4 separate regions of the Mus musculus genome follow, and regions 2, 3 and 4 are each linked to region 1. Evidence: chromatin contacts called from public Hi-C and promoter capture Hi-C data. All regions are on one chromosome and are shown on one strand. The core of a region is the stretch at or near the end of the contact, and the rest is flanking DNA. Distances in the headings are between cores, read along the strand shown.

Region 1 (4,058 bases), core at 802-3,301:
GAGGTAGCTGCAGACAGGAAGGACATGATGGCTGGGTCCCAGAAGGCACACCTGGATATCCCAGACTGTGCAAGCCTGGGTCGGGACATAAGTTCTGGGAAACAATCCCCAACTTAACATGACTGCCTAAACTTTTTATGGGAATATAGGGGTCAGATTGGGGGGGGGGGGTTTGAGGAAAAATACATCTGCCTCCCGGGGGGCCTCAACACCTCCCCCACTCCAGGCAGACCTCGATGGCGCCAGAGCCGGGAAGAAAACAGGAAGTGGGAAACAGCCACGGCGGAGCAGAAAAACGCCGGGATGGAGGATCGGATGGAAGGGCTAGCAGTGGCCAGCAGTCGGAGAAACAGACCGACCTCGAGGCCGTTCTGGTCTCTCGCCTTCCCTTGAGAATCTACACATGACTGGGACCCCAGACAGGGTTGCAGTGGCCCTACAGGTTCCGTCAAGCCAAGGCCCGTAACATAGAGGGAAGACAAGGCGGGGTTGTCTGGGCGCCTTGGTCCCCTCCCCGGTGAGGCGAGGCTCCTGCTGCCCCCAGGGCCCGGCAGCTCACGAGCCTGTGGGAGTCGGGGAGTGGGGAGTAAGTGGGACGCACGTGACTGACCCTATGGCACTGCACACCCCTACCCCACTCCCGACCCCCTTCCTTGGCCCCAATCCCCTGGCGCCGGAGCCCTGCTCCGAGCCCTTTAAGAGCCGCCCCCACCCGCCGAGCAGGGAGGTGGGGTGGGTGGGCCGGTCGGGGCACACACCCGCACATAGGAGCCGGAGCCGCGGCCGCCGCCGGGGGAAGGAAACAAGTTTGAACAGCGGCGCCCGGCCCCCTTCCCCCTCCCCTCGTCCCCGCCCCGGGCCGGATTCCGACGGGGCAGACGGGCAGGGGGCGGCGAGGCCCCCTCCCCCCGCGCGCCCGGGCGCAAAGTCCAGCCTGTGCGAGCCCGGGGGCGGCGGGGGAGGGGAAGGGGGAAAGTCCGAGTGGGAGGGGGGGTTAATCCTGCTGCCCCCCGCCCGGCGATGGGGGGGGAGGGGAATCCTGGCCCCTTAAGGAGGAGCAACTTGGCGGGGAAGAGAGGGGCGGAGGGAAAAGACGGCCCGCTGAAAGAAGCGCAGGATCGGGGAGGGGGAAGGACGAAGGGAGAGCCTCTGCATTCCCCCCCCCCCCCCCATCTTTCCCACCCTCCTCAACTCCCAGCCTCCGCCCGCGCCGGAGGAGGGTACCCAAGTCTCCCCTGAGCCACCTTAAAGCCGCGCGTTCTAAGGTCGGAAACAAAAAGTTCCTTTTTCGAACGTTCGGGCTGCGCTTTGGAACTTTGCGACTCAGTCCGGGCGGGGGAGCGAGGAGACGGACGGGGGAGGGGCGGTGCAGCCCGGACCCCGAGTCCCGTGTTCCCCTCTCACGCCCAGCTCCAGGCCATCCCGTATCCCGCTCACCGGGTGCTGGGCACGCGCTGCCGTGAAGGTCACGGGCCGGACCGCGCAGCGCAGAACCGAGCATAGCGGGTCCCTGTACAGAACCCCCACCTCGCACCGCACACGTCCCGGCCCCCGGAGTGCAACGTGACAGAACGACAGGGAGGGGACTCTGCCACCCCAGTGATCCCGGGAGAACCCAGGTTGCCGAGTCCGGGAAGGGAAAGCCCAGCACCCGCAGCACCCATACCATTCCGAAAGGATCCACAGAATTGGGGCTCCCAGGCAGCACCCCAGCTCGCGCCTCTAGAAGCAACAGGTCTCGAGTGCTTGGGGGTCCCCAAGAACTGGGTATCAATCGGGCTCCCCAGAACCCCTTCAGCCCCCACCCAAAGTTTTCCCTCCCGGTTTCCCGGGGCAACAAGTCTCCCCCACACGTGCTGCCCCCGCCCCCACCTGTGTCCGCCGGGGTCTTCATGCTGGGGGGCCCGGGGCAAGGCGCCCCAACTCCGGGCCGCTGCTCCTGGCGCCCGCGTTGCCCCGTCCCGTCCCGCGCCCGTTGGGACGCCCTCGCCGCCGCACCCGGCCTCGCCTCTCAGAGCCTCTCCCCTCCCCGCCGCCGCCTCCCGGGTTAATATCGCACTCCGGGGCCGGGACGCCCACGCCCCCCGGCCGGCGACGTCACCGCCGCGTCGCCATGGAGACACTGTGCCCGCCCCCTCCCGCGCACTCACACACGCTTGCCGGCGCGCAGCCACTGAGGACCGGCCGGCTCTTGGCTTAAAGGGGCCGCGCGGCGGGGGGGGGGGGGGGGGGAGGAAGGGCAGGGAGGGGCTGGGGAGGTCCTGGGGGTCACGACCCTTCTTGGAGGCTCTAAGTCAGAAGAACTTAAGTCTTCAGCACTCAGTACCTGCTGCCTCTCTTCTGCCCTTTCCTGGCTCCAGAGTTTCTTTTGGGACCTTTTTGGAGGAAAGGAATTATATGAAGGGGGACGATCAGAAATTTTTGTGGGGAAGGGGCAGAGTCTTCTCCGCAGGGGGGCGGAGTCTGGATCTTGGAGGATGATCAAGAGCACAGCCATTTCCCAGCCTGAGTTTACCCAACCCCCTCAACCCCGAGCCTGAAAGAGGGCAGCTGTCCAGGGGTGGGGTGGAATGGGTGGGAAACATTTCCCAGCATCGGAAATGGGGAGGCGGCTGTACCCTCGACTCCTGTGGAGATGGGGTCTTGGCCTTCCTGATAGACCCAGTCCAGCTGGGGAGGAAGTGACCAGAATGCATTCGGGAGCCCCCACAATCACCACTGTCCCTTAGGCTGCAGCTGTCCTGGGAACGCGGCCGGAGGTACCCCCACCTCCACACTGGAGCAGGGGGTTCCGGAGATAGTGCCAGGATGCTGGGGGCGACCCAAGTCTGAACAAATGTGCTCCGGAGGAGCATTGGGGGTCGCCAGGAGAGAGGAAGACAGGGCTTAAGACCAAAGGCCCGAGCGTAGGGGAAGTGTTAAGTCTGTGTTCGCTGCAGCAGATAGGAGGAATGGATGGAGCCTGAGGCTCGGGAAACAGGAAATCGGGGTACCGATCGGATGCAGGTAGGCAGCCTGCTACTGGGTAGAGGGGAAGCAGAGCTATATTCTCATAAACTAAACCTAAACAGTCTCAGGGAAATAATGAAAAATAAACCAACCGGAGTTACCAAAGGAAGAGATAGGGGACTAGGAGACTGAAAAGATGATGAATCAGAGCCGTGAGATGCGGCAAGCAAGAGGGAAGGCCTATCTGGCTCAGGCTATAGGTGCTTAAGGCTTCAAACCCAAACTTCTCCGTTGTTGGGTTCCTATTCAGCCTTTAAACCAGCTCACGGGTGCTAGAGAGAAGTCTCATGCCTCCTCCTTAGGGAGACCATGGCCTCCAGGGAAGTGTCACCCCTTTGGGAATTATGTAACCTTGCCTACGGACAGTGCAGCTCCCCACGGATATTGTAACCCTCTGGGAGCAGCGTGGTCCAGCAATAATCATCATTGTTACAATAACAGCTCTCAATTCTTAGTGCTCACGATGTGCCAGGCTGGGAGCCAAGCATTGTCTGTAACATCTTCATACTCATAAAATCCCAATGAGGGGCCTGCTATTGTAACCCCTACCACAGATTAAGAACCAAAGGCTCTTTCTTACAGGGGAAATTAATCTGCCAAAGTCCTATAGCAAGGAAGTGCTGGGATCAGTATTCAAGGCCTGATCTGTACAATTCCAGTTTTGCCATTGTACTTCACTGTTTAAAATAGATCCGTAACACACCCCATGTCCCCATTTCCTGACAACAAAAACAGACTTGAGTGGCAACCCTACTTCTCCTACCCACTCTCTTACCTAAAACAACGGAAATCACCTCTTTAAGCCTCGTCTGTAAAAATGGGGCTATTTTTTAGGCCCTGAAAGATAAAAGATTATTATTAAAAACTGGGTTGTGGTATAAATGTACAGTAATAGCCAGGTGATGGTGGCGCACGCCTTTAATCCTAGCACTTGGGAGACAGAGGCAGGCGAATTTCTGAGTTCGAGGCCAGCCTGGTCTACAGAGTGAGTTCCAGGACAGCCGGGGCTACACAGAGGAACCCTGTCTCCAAAAACAAAAACAAAACTA
Region 2 (4,058 bases), core at 1,141-3,640, 3.6 Mb after region 1:
TGGCATCTTAGGTCCTCGAGCCTGCTTACCCATCTGTACAACAAACATGTCTACATTTATCTTCCAAACACTCGGCAAATGGAGAAAACTGCCACGTAAACCGCAAGCGACTGGAGGACTTATTTTCCTGGCTAGGGTGGAAAGTGGGACAGAGGGTGAGCAAGAATGCGGAGCTCAAACAACACAGCCGCTCAACGTTCTTCCCATTCCGTTCCAGACTCGGTTATCTTCCTCAGTGCCCCCTTTCCCCCAGTGAAAAGAGGTCGTGGTCCCTTTAAGGTCCGCCCCTCCCTCCCCCAAAACTTCCCAGTGTCTGCTCTTTTCGATCCCGGACGGCCGGCCAAGCTCGCCGCCGAGCTGGTAGGGGACAGGGCCAAGGGGTCGGGGAGGGATGTGGGGGCGTGGGGGGACCTGCGGGACGCACGTCGCTGCGCCGGCGGGAGGGCGGGGGACAGGCTGCGGGAGCAGCGGGCACGGGCGTGGGCACCAGTAGCTGCCCCAGGCGTGAGTAGTCTACGAGCCGCTTGCACCGTACAGGGTTTAGCCTAGTGCGGACAGCACGCCCGAATGAGGGGCATACGGGACCCGCGCGGGGGAGGATAGGAGACCTCCCGTTCCCCTCCCCCACTACCGTCTCTGACGTAGACGCGGGACCCCGCCCTTCTGCGGGAGCGCCGCCTCCCCGCCCCCCGTGCGTCACCTGCTACGCCTTGGCGGCGTACCCCATGTTGGGAGGGCCTTCTTTGGAGTGTCTGTGTCCAGTGAAATGGCTGGAGATCCATTTATATCCTCACCAGCCTCCACCGCTTCCAAACTTTTTTAATTAGGAGAATCCCTTTGTATCCCAGGGTAGCCCTGAACTCAAGGCAATCCTGCCTCCAGAGCGCTGCATTACAGGCTTGCAACCACTACGCCATGCTTAAAACTTATCCCAACACCCGGGGTTCTGTTCTCTGAGCCTTTACTCACATTTCAAACTTAGTACCAAGCGGATATCCGCTTTGGGAATGACCTGGTGGAAAGGTGTCACAGCACGTTTTGAAGCGGCCTGTGAGTCTTACACCGTCTCAAGACGTGTGTGTGTGTGTGTGTGTGTGTGTGCGCGCGCGCGCGTGCGTGTGGTGGGGGTGGGGGTAGATACGCGCCTTGTCTGTGCTAGGCAAGCGTTCCATTGCTGAGCTACATCCCAGAGTCTTCTTGACTCCCTAGTTTCCCCATAAAGCCTCTGGACGGGTCTGTGGTCGGGATCCGGATCCTCCGTCAGTACGTTCCCTGTCTGCTTGCTCCCCGGCGGGCACTTGTCGGCGTTGCAGCTCTCGGGCTTCGCAGGACCCTGGGAGGAGACAATCGCTTCAGAGCAGTCTCCAAGTAGCGAGTCTAAGCCACAGAGCACTCTGGAGGACGCAGGGTGCTCAGTTGCCAAGTGCGAACCGAGTTGAACTATAAAGATCTACCACCATGACTGAATTTAGAGTGAAATGACGGTGCCTGCCAGGGTCCAAAGTCACATGGCAATCAATGAGTGTTTTATTAGTGAGAAGTGCTCAGATTTGAAGGTTCTTTTAAAAATAATAACCTCCAGCTTAGGATAGGGTAGAGGTGAAGTAAACGTTCTAATGGGTTATAGCTGCTGCAAATTGTTGTCTTGCTCTAGACTTCCGGAGCTTGCAAACAACAGACGCGCGAAAGACCGTTCGGGTACTCGAGTAGTTGTATCCCTTAAAGTCACCTCTTCTATTGAAGCCCCCCCCCCCCCCCAAAAGTACAGGAGCGCATGCGCTCTCTCGGGACCGGTTCCTAGATTGCGCCACAGAGAGCCTACGGGCTCTCCTTTTTCACCAATCAGAAGCTATCAGTCGTCCTATACCATCTGGCAATAGGGCATTCTTTCCACTCTTCATTGACCAATCGAGTGTTGACGTACGAGACGGGCACCTGGGGGAACAATTGTAGGAACACAGAAGGGAAGGCCTTTCTTGTATCCCAGCGGAGTGGCGCGGGAAGATGGTCGTTGTGACTGGGAAACGCAAGGATTTCAGAGTGACCGATTAGCTAGGAAACCAATGAGAGCGGGAAGGAGGCGGAGCTTCGGAGGCCCACTTCCATTTACTGTTTGTGGGAAGGCGGAGCGATCCCAAAAATCTGGCCTATTAAATCAGAGTTTATTTTAAGGAGGTGGGGCCTGGCGGAATGACTGGCAAGAAGCGTTCACCTATAAGGAGTGCGATTGGCGAACAGAGGCGGTCTTTCCAATAGAACGGCATGCGTCCTATCCAATAGAAATGAACCGTGAGGAAACTTCCCCTCCCCCCAAGATAGGGCCAGTGGCTCCCCCTATCGGGTGGGGGCGGCGAGTGACGGGCGTGTCCCTCCCCCAATGAGAGGCGGGGGGAGGCGGGTTCTGCGCCGCCATGTCGCGGAGGCTGCTGCCCCGGGCGGAGAAGCGGCGTCGGCGGCTCGAGCAGAGGCAGCAGCCGGACGAGCAGCTGAGGCGGGCGGGAGCGATGGTGAAGATGGCGGCTGCGGGCGGCGGAGGTGGCGGTGGTCGCTATTACGGCGGCGGCAACGAGGGAGGCCGAGCCCCTAAACGGCTGAAGACTGAAAACGCCGGCGACCAGCACGGAGGCGGCGGCGGCGGAGGCTCCGGGGCGGCGGGCGGCGGCGGCGGGGTGAGGCTGGGGCTTTAGACTCCCGGAAGGAAGGGGAAATTTCGTACTTTAAAAAGCTATTTATTTTTCACAGGGGGGAAAAATCTCTGCGCAGGCGCTGCAGCCCTCGCGCTTTTTTGGTGGGTGGGGGAGGGGCAGGCGTTGGGCAAACGGCGGGGTTTGCGCGAGGACAGGCGCTTGCGCGTGCGCACAATCCGAAGCGGGGCTTGAGGGGGCGGAGGAAGCGGCTGGCTCTGCAGGCACCGCACTGCGCAGGCGCCGCGGGCCGGCATGTGGGGGGCCTAGGCACGCGGTCGGGCCGTTTTTTTTTTTTCTCCTCACTTCTTTATCTTTTTTTTTTTCCTCTTCTTTCCGTGTCCCTATGCGCAAGCGCGTTTCTACAACCACAGCCAGCGAGCGGGAAGCGGGTGGGCGGTGGCCTGACCGAGTCGCCCCGTCGCAGTTTTAATCATGGTCGTTTCCATATAGAAGTTCACTTGATGAAATTATAAAATTATAATGCCCAGATTAAACTGTTTAACTTCTTTTACTGTGTGCATTGAAAAACGGAAGACGATTTGTGAAAGGCAGATTTAACTTTGGGAATTGAGCCAAGCTTAGAAATTATCACTCGATTTGCTTAGGGCTCCAGGATTGGGGCATTTATAAACTAAACTGTATTATGGTCCTGTGGCTATGCATAGAGTCTTTCAGCCTATTTAGTCTTCTGAAGGTCACAATTATGGTGTCTGGGTTAGGATGCAGTTTGCATTCCTTTTAAAAGTTTATTATTAAAGTCCTTCCGGTGGGCACGGAGTCACAGGCCTTTAATCTCTTTGGTTTGAGGCCAGCCTCTTATGCATAGTTAATTCCAGGACAGACAAGGCTGTGAGACTTATCAAAAAGCCAAACAAACAGTGCCCTCTTGATGAGGCTGCTGCTCATGCATTTATCAGCTTCTCCCTGTTGTTACAGTGTTAGGTTTCTCAAGGATTTGGAAGACATTTTAGTTGAGTCTGGTAAGTTAACTGCCAAGCTAGACAACGGGAGCCCATGAGGTGGAAGGAGAGAACAGACTCCAAAAGGTTGTTCTCCGAACATCTCATGGGCTGTGTGGTGAGCCTTACCCCCACCCTAATCATTTAAGGTGAGAGGTACCTCACATTCGGTGTTGGTCCTCTGAGATGGGGACTTTTATGGACTCCCTTTACAAAGCAGGAAAGACACTGGGTAAATTAGGTTGAGTCTCACCAGTGACAAACAGAAGTAAGATTAGAACTCAAGGTTGTGGAAGGCAAACCTCAACTGGAAATGGCTGGGAAGGGTGTGCCTTGTGTGGTTCACTAAGAACCCACTAATATGCATAGGTTTCTGCCCAGTAGTGTTCGGGGCATGGGCCACAGTCTAGAG
Region 3 (4,058 bases), core at 978-3,477, 3.1 Mb after region 1:
ACTAAGCAGAGCTTAGTCACAATGGCTCTAGGGAGCTCCTCACCAAGCAGAGTTCCAGCTGATCACAGAGTGCGTAAAACTCCTCCAAACACTTGTCAAAGCGCTGCAAGGGTGCGTCACTGCTCTTCCTACGGCCAGAGAGAAACAGTGTGAGGAGGGAAGTGACTTCCAAGTTGAAACATCTGTATGTAGATAATCAAGTGACCACCCAAATCCTAAAGCCAGGCCCAGGGGAATCCAGGTAGGGCTTAAAAAGGAGGGGGTGGGGCAGCAGGGGAGGGGTTTCTATGGTTGAGGCAGAGAAGACAGAAGTCCACTTACTGTCCATTGTCAATGTTAGTGTTCTGAATCAGATTCTGGGCTGCAACCTTCATCAAAGTCTAGTTTTAAAAGGACACAGAGAGAGAGAGAGAAGTAAGATACAGGAGATGAATGTGCACAAACAGGATAACTCTGTGTTGAGAGTCACAGGCCTTTTCCGCTTACACCTCCATCCTGATGCTAGAGACTAAAGCTCACTACCACCCCCATAGCAGTCTTCCCCCGCCTCCATCCCTCCCTCCTTCGTTCCTTTTTTTGTTTGTTTGTTTTTTGAGGCAGGGTTTTTCTGGGTAGCCCTGACTGTCCTGGAACTCACCTCAAACTCAGAAATCCGCCTGCCTCTGCCTCCCAGGTGCTGGGATTAAAGGCGTGTACCACCGCGCCCGGCCTTTCTAAAGGACTTTATTCTTATAAGAGTACACTGTAGCTGTCTTCAGACACACCAGAAGAGGGCATCAGATCTCATTACAGATGGTTATGAGCCACCATGTGGTTGCTGAGATTTGAACTCAGGACCACTAGGAAAAGCAGTTAGTGCTCTTAACTGCTGAGGCAACTCTCTAGCCCCCAATCTCCCTGTAATTTTTCAGTAACCTGCTCTCGTTTGGAATTACCACTAATAGCTTCCTGGACATACCCTTTATCTAGTCATCATGGACTGAAATGACACTTAGGCCGTACTTCTGCACGGAACTTAACCAGAACGGTTTCTCTTTTTACTCTTCTCCTCCTGCCTCCCCCACTTCCATCTAGTTTTTTGGGACAGGGTTTCTCTGTGTAGCCAAGGCTGTCTTGGAACTCAAAAGATTTACCTTCCTTTGCCTCCAGAAGGCAGGAATTAAAGGCTTGCACTACCATACACAGTTAAAATTGTCATTCATGCTGGGCATGGTAGCGCACGCCTTTAATCTCAGCACTTGGGAGGCACAGGCAGGCGGATTTCTGAGTTCGAGGCCAGCCTGGTCTACAGAGTGAGTTCCAGGACAGCCAGGGCTATACAAAGAAACCCTGTCTCGAAAAACAAAAAAAAACAAACAAACAAAAATTGTCATTCATCCTCATCTCCTTTCTCTCCACAGGGTTTCACTATGTAGACCCTGGTCGGCCTGGAACTCTATAGACCAGACTGGCCTCGAGCTCAGATCCGTCCCCCTCTGCTGTCCCAGCACGGGGATTAAGAACGCGCCACCACTACAGCTGACCGGAGCTTCACTTTGGTTAGACACAAACACAACACAGCTAGTCTGTCTTCTCTTCCCGACCTACGATCTCTCCTTCAACAAACAGCCCCTCGGCGCTCGTCCCCGGAGCCCGCCCGCCCGCCAGCCAGCCCCTCTTGCTCCCCGCGCAGGGCCCATCACCTGGAGACTCTCCTTCAGTTGCGGGATGAGCATCTTGTAGCGCTGCACAGGATCGAAGTCCTGCTGCTGCTGCTGCAGGAGCCCGCTCTGGGCAGAACCCACCAACTGGGTCGGTTGTGGCTGTTGCTGGGGACCCGGACCCCCGGCAGAACCCGGGCCTGACACACCAGACGCAGAGGAAACCGCTGCAGCCTGTGGCTGGGGCGCAGCCATTTTCCTCCGCTAGAACGCCGGAAATGCGTCATAAATGCGTCTGCTCCGGTAGCTCCTCAGCTTTTTCAGTTGGCTGACCTCCTAGTTAGCCATGCCTTACCGACAGATTAGCCAATGGGAGAAGAGGATATGCATTTTTCTCCGCCCTCCCAAATCCGAGGCCATGAGTGGAATATCTTTTCGCCAATCATAAGAGGAGTTCCCCCACGGCTCCGCCCCTTCACCCACAGCTCGCCAATCACTGTGAAGGACTGACCAAACTCTATTTCCCTGAAGGCCTTGCGGCCAGGAGCGACCTGTCTAGTCTTCTGCGTCTTGGTAGCAGTCGGAGCGGGAGCTGCAAGTCTGTGTCCGACGCTGTCTGTGCTCTTACTTCAGTCACACCCGAGCCCTTCTCGTCGGCCCACTTCATCCCCTTTCCCCGCGGAGCCCGGCGTCTACGGGAGCCTGTCCTTGGATCCGGCGTCTCTCAAAGTCGGTACGCCACTCAGCGTCCGCCTGCGGCCAGCGAGGACGCCTACCGCGCCGCCGTCGCCTGGTCGCGATGGCGCCCACCATCCAGACCCAGGCCCAGAGGGAAGATGGCCACAGGTAGGTCTCCTGTCACCTGCCGCTTCATTTTGTTTTGTGAGCTGCAAGCTGGGGACTAGGCCGAGGGGGGCTGCTTGCGACATCACTGATTCCCTCAGGTCGGCCCCCGAGGTCGCGCAGCGCTCACCCCCGATGAAGGGGCGGTCCCCCCTGGGCTCTGCGGTCGCTTCCTGGTCCCCTGCTATTCAATTTCGGAATTGCACCTTGCGGGAGGGAGTCAGACCTCAGTCTCCTTCAGTGAAGCTTCTGGATTGCTCTCCTCAGGGGATTGAGCATCTGGCTTCATGCTTTATCACCATCATCACCATCACTCCTTCAGAAATTCGGGGGCCGGCCTTTCCACTCACATGGCCAACTCTTGACATCTCTCTCTCTCTCTCTCTCTCTCTCTCTCTCTCTTCTCCCCGAAACCAGGCCCAATTCCCACCGGACCTTGCCTGAGAGGTAAGCTCCCAGCTCCGTTTTCCAGGAGGGGTGGAACACGAACAGGGGAGGCGGTTAGGGGGCCTTTTTTGTGCTTTGGAGAATCTCATAAAGTGGCCCAGACTGGTCTTTGTGCCCCAGTCTCATGGGTGCCGGGATTGCAGCCTTATGTGCCCAGCAGCACAGGCCTAGGGTTGTGTGTGTGTGTGTGTGTGTGTGTGTGTGTGTGTGTTTAAATTGTACACACCTTAGCTCTGAGTGGCAGTCTAAAGACATTTCCTTAGGCTGGACAGCAGGCACTTTCACCTGCTGAGGTATCTTGTCAGCTTGAGGCAGGGTTTGTTTGTATGTAAGTACACTGTAGCAGTCTTCAGACACCCCAGAAGAGGGCATCAGATTTCATTGCAGATGGTTGTGAGCCACCATGTGGTTGCTGGGATTTGAACTCAGGACCTTAACTGCTGAGCCATCTCTCCAGCCCGTTTGTTTTTTAAAGATTTATTATATGTGAGTACACTGTAGCTGTTTTCAGACACCCCAGAAGAGGGGGTCACATCTTGTTATGGATGGTTGTGAGCAACGATGTGGTTGCTGGGATTTGAACTCAGGACCTTTGGAAGCCGCAATCAGTGCGCTTTTTTTTTTTTTAAAGATTTATTTATTATTATATATAAGTACACTGTAGCTGTCTTCAGACACAACAGAAAAGGGCGTCAGATCTCATTACGGGTGGTTGTGAGCCACCAGGTGGTTGTTGGGATTTGAACTCAGGACCTTCAGAAGAGCAGTCAGTGCTCTTAACCGCTGAGCCATCTCACCAGCTCTTCGAGCCTGTTTTTTAAAATTGTTACTACTACTCTTTCTTTTTTCAAGACCGAGTTTCTCTGTGTAGCTCTGGCTGTCCTGGAACTCACTCGCTCACTCTGTAGAGCAGACTGGCTTCAAACTCAGAGATCCACTGCCTCTGCCTCCCCAAGGCTGGTATTAAAGTGTGGGTACTATTAATTCTTTTGAGACAAGAGTTTCACTTTGTATCACTGACTGGTCTGGAACTCACTATGTAAACCATCACTAGCTTAAACTCTCAAGTGATTTGCCTGTCTCCCAAGTGCAGGGATTAAAGGCCTGTGCCACCAACTTAAGCCATTT
Region 4 (4,058 bases), core at 918-3,417, 3.1 Mb after region 1:
CTGCTGAGGTAGGGAGCAAGTGGTCAGGGCTTCCCAGACACACGGTCTTACGGTCCCCATGGTCACCCACACTCAGGTGACAGTCCCCACAGGTCTCTGCTCCACTCCTCTACTTCTCCAGTCTGATTCAGTACCTATCAATGCTCCTTCCTCTCTGGGACCTAAACCTCCAGTGCTTTTATTCACATCTTCCATCAACCACACCTATCGTTGTGAATCTGCCCAACTGACCTTGTCACTCACATAAGCACAGGCCCTTTATGTTCAAGTCCAAATTCCTCACACGCACGGGGCCCCATCTAATGCAGCCATGGTAGAACCCTTCACCCAGTTCCCTTTCCACCACTCAGCTCTCAACAGCCCCCCACCTCTTCACACTCAACTTTGTCCAGTTACTTAAAGGTGCAGCTGTGAGCCTCTGCACATACTGCTCCCTGCATGCAGAATTCTTCTTTGAGTCCAACTCCTTTCTCCTGAATTCTCAGCTTAGCAGTCTCCTCCGTGGTGACAGGGCTGGGCTATGTTGGCCATGCTCAGCACTAGGCCAGCTATAGAGGGATGCTCATTGTCCTGAAGGAAGGGACAAATGCCCACAGGCTCCACCTGTCTGGGCTGCTCACCTGTTGGAGTGTCACTCACTGCTGCGCAGTCGCAAACTTCACCTTGGTGGCCACACCCGAGCCTAAGGCTGGGTTTGGGCAGGCTCAATCCCCGGGCTCCCTCGGGCATGATTGAGTGGCACAACTCCGACCTACAGAAGAGACCCACTTCTTGGGAACTAGACTTCACCGGTCTCTCGGCCGCTCCTACTCACAGATAGGGTGCTGGAAGCTGATCTAAACTCAAGGAGGGGCCCCAAGAAGATACAAAGTGACAGGAAGAAGGGGCTGAGAATACAAGCCAAAGATGGAAAAAGGTTGAGACAAAGAACGAAGACAGCAAAAGTGCCTGAGTCTGCAAGTCCCATCTGTCTGGGGGCCCCCCTCCCAAGGCTCAGGGATCCTGGGAACTCTCAGGCTCAGGCTGAAGCTGAGGGCGAGGGGCAGGGCTGGGAAAAACCGTGGGCGGGAGAGGCCGCGGGGTCCCAGGGGAGGGCGGAGGCTGGGGGACCGGATGCCAGGGTCCTACAGACTGTTCCTTACCCCGCCCAAGACGGCGTACTGGGGCGCTGGCCCCGAGTCCTCCACCCAGCTCCAGTCGGTCCCTCGGCGCCCCAACCGCGGTCCCCACCGTTGGATTCTCCCCTGTGCAGTTGCAGCCCCCAACTCCAGCCGGCGCCTCCGCTACCCCCCGCCGGCACGCCCCCTCATTGTTCCGCTTCGGCGCCGCCCCCTCCCCCAGCCCCGGGCCCCTCGCTCCCCTCACCTCCCGGGGAGCCACGGGCCTTGGGGTCGGGAGTCCCGCGCGTCTGGACCGTAACGCGCGATCCCTGGGGAGGCTCACAACCCAGACTTAAGGTCGTGAACTTGGGGTTCTCGGACTCCAGAATCCGGGGAGAGTTGGGATCCGGAGTCCGAAGTCTCGGTGTTCTAAATAGAAGATGCTGCAACCCTCTACTCGAGTCTCAGACCAGGGCGCTGGGGACCCAAACTCCTCAGTCTTCTAGGTAGGGCTGTGTGTTGTCGGGAGCACCGGGATTCCAGAGTTTCCAGAACCCGAGGGGCAGGAGTGAAGTCACCTCCGGGAGGGACCGCAAGGACTGGCTAACTCCTCGGTCTCCTGGAGGTGATGGATGCTGCAGCCCTAAGTCGAGGCGCGAGGTCCTGTCCCCAAGTGGCTCCAGGAGGGGGTCTTGGACTCAGAGTTGGGACCCCGTGGGAAGGATGCACGGCCACAGATCCTACGGTCTTCGAAGCCGGGTACGGGACGGGCCTCCAGCCTCGGGGCTGACTTCCCGAGCCCCGGGCTCCTCCAGGAGGGGGCGCTGGACATCAGAGGTCCCGGCCCCTCTGCGGGAGCCGGGACTTGCGGGTCTCTTAAAACGCGGGACAGAGTTCCCGGACGCCTGGGCCCAAGACTATGAACGCCTCGGGCTCCGGGATGAGTGTCCTGGGGCTCTGGGGGCAGCGGCAACGCCGCATCTGGGGCGGGGAGAGTCGGGTCCCAGATGTGGGGCGGGGGGCGGCCGCCCAAGGCTTCTCCTCCCCTTTGCCGCCGCCGCGGCTCACATCCTGTTCCCGCCTGCTGGGGGGAGGGGCCGCCTTCCGGCACGCCCTCCCGTAAAGGCTTTTAAAATCCCCGCCCCCTACTCTGAATAATTGCAAGCAAGCGGTTCCAACGGCGAGTCACCGCCCACATTCCAAGAGCCTAGAGCCGGGAGGACTTTTTACCTTTTACAGCAAGGGCCCAGGAGGCGTGAGAATCTGGAATAGTCTCACACTCTTGTTCTTATTGGTCGATCGGCGGGCTTTATATTTGCATATGCAATGTTGGGCCGAGCCGTTCAACAAAGTCCTGCGACTACAACTGACTGAAGGACTTTGTGGCGCGAGGGTGCGGCCGGAGCTCCAGTGGCGCAATCGGTTAGCGCGCGGTACTTATATGTCAGTGCTAGGCGTAAGCGATGCCGAGGTTGTGAGTTCGATCCTCACCTGGAGCACTTCTTTTTTTAACTCATCTACCTCTTTTCTGGTGTTCTCTCATCAGTTTAGAAGTCTTCACATTTTATAATTTCAATCAAATGTTTTGGCTTGTTTGAGACAGGGTCTCACCATGTAACTCTCTGGCTGGTCTGGAAGTCATTATGTAGACCGGGCTGGCCTCGAACTCACAGAGAGCGCCTGCCACTGCCTCTGCCTCTGCCTCTGCCTCCCTAGTACTGGTATTAAAGACGTGCGTCACTGTACCCGGAAACTACAGAATTTTTGAAGAATGAACATTTCTTTGTGAATTTTTTGCAATGGTCTGTGGAACAGTCCCAAAGTTGCAGTTTCTATTCTGGTCGCCAGAGGGCAATAACGTCTCTTATTAGATGGCCTGGGCGTCAGATAAAATCCAAATCTCAGATCCCAGGGATGGATGGATGCTTACAACACACTCTTTATGGATATTTGTCTTCTACAGGTTTCTGAACAGATTTTTTTTTTTTTTTTTTTTTTTTTTACTGACCACTCACTAGGAACTGTATCCTCTGTCTCTGAGGACTTGACTTTTTACTAAGGAGACTGAGTACTGAAAGTCTACGAATTAAGTACTTTTTTTTAAAATTTGACTTTCCCTATGTTACCCAGACTGGCCTAAACTCCTGGCTCCCTCACCATCTGGGAGTGTAACTGTATCGTTAGATTAGCTACTGATAAGTATGGATAAGTAGGGTGGGATGCAGATTATCATAGCTGTCATGGATGGACTGTTTTTATTTTATGTGTATGGGTGTTTGGCCTGCAAGTGTGTCTGTGTACCATGTTCATGCTTGGTGTCCAAAGAGACTGGAGGAGGGCGGCAGATCCCCTGGAACTGCAGTTTCAGAGGGTTATGGTGCAGGGAATCAAACCAGGTGCTCTGTCAGAGCCGCCAGTGTTCTTAACTGCTGATCCATCTCTCCGGCCCCAGGGGAGATCTTTGAACAGACAGACACCTGGAGGAGGGGAAGGAGCCATGGGAACACCAGAGAGATGTTCCAGATAACACTCTAAGGCTGAAGATGGGTGTGTTCGTGGAGCAGGTGAGAAGAGGTGGGGGTGTGGAGATGCAGGCTGTTGGCTGTGGTGAGGATTTTGACCTTTGTGATTTGCCTCTGGTGTTCTAACAAGCTTCCGGGAGCAACTTACTACACAGGTCCTTTTAGAACTGGATACTAGTAAGGTGGGCTTTCGATGAGAGGGCCCTGGAGGCTGGAGTGAGCTGTAGTCTTGGCTGTGTCTCCGGAGCAGGTCTAAGGGGCTGGTGTCACAGCATTCCTAGTGTCCAAGGAGGCCAGGAGAGGACTCTGGATCCTGTGAAATTGGAGTTGTCACCTGTCATGTGGGTTCTTTGCAAGAGAAGCAAGCCCATTCTCTTAATCTCTCAGCCATCTGTCCAGGACCTGGAGAGGTTATATACTTAGACCAGGATTTTTT

Evidence for each region. Promoter capture Hi-C pulls out the DNA fragments that hold promoters and counts their contacts. A called contact is a pair of places that touch in the nucleus more often than the background predicts.
Region 2: a Hi-C map of uterus shows a contact between it and region 1, with 5 times the contacts expected there. The contact joins the promoter of Hnrnpl here to the promoter of Erf in region 1. A contact is called at or near these places in 2 of 484 Hi-C or Micro-C datasets (B cells and uterus).
Region 3: a promoter capture Hi-C map of cranial neural crest shows a contact between it and region 1. The contact joins the promoter of Paf1 here to the promoter of Erf in region 1. A contact is called at or near these places in 1 of 39 promoter capture datasets (cranial neural crest) and 1 of 484 Hi-C or Micro-C datasets (CD8 T cells).
Region 4: a contact with region 1 is called in a Hi-C map of B cells, with 6 read pairs. The contact joins the promoter of Plekhg2 here to the promoter of Erf in region 1. A contact is called at or near these places in 3 of 39 promoter capture datasets (the HPC-7 cell line, cranial neural crest and second pharyngeal arch cranial neural crest) and 2 of 484 Hi-C or Micro-C datasets (B cells and CD8 T cells).

The regions. Positions count from the first base shown.
Region 1 is chr7:25,248,707-25,252,764 of GRCm38.p6, forward strand. It overlaps Erf (Ets2 repressor factor), which reads right to left and starts at 2,052. Exons shown (of 4, transcript NM_010155.3): 1 at 1,873-2,052. The coding sequence starts at 1,894.
Region 2 is chr7:28,808,500-28,812,557 of GRCm38.p6, forward strand. It overlaps Hnrnpl (heterogeneous nuclear ribonucleoprotein L), which reads left to right and starts at 2,391. Exons shown (of 13, transcript NM_177301.5): 1 at 2,391-2,669. The coding sequence starts at 2,412.
Region 3 is chr7:28,390,769-28,394,826 of GRCm38.p6, forward strand. It overlaps Paf1 (Paf1, RNA polymerase II complex component), which reads left to right and starts at 2,228. Exons shown (of 14, transcript NM_019458.3): 1 at 2,228-2,486; 2 at 2,901-2,930. The coding sequence starts at 2,440. It overlaps Med29 (mediator complex subunit 29), which reads right to left and starts at 1,922. Exons shown (of 4, transcript NM_026042.3): 1 at 1,683-1,922; 2 at 322-380; 3 at 44-128. The coding sequence starts at 1,895.
Region 4 is chr7:28,370,495-28,374,552 of GRCm38.p6, forward strand. It overlaps Plekhg2 (pleckstrin homology domain containing, family G (with RhoGef domain) member 2), which reads right to left and starts at 2,168. Exons shown (of 19, transcript NM_138752.2): 1 at 1,366-2,168; 2 at 621-751; 3 at 1-3. The coding sequence starts at 729. n-TIaat16 (a tRNA gene) reads left to right here and starts at 2,505; the gene lies at 2,505-2,599.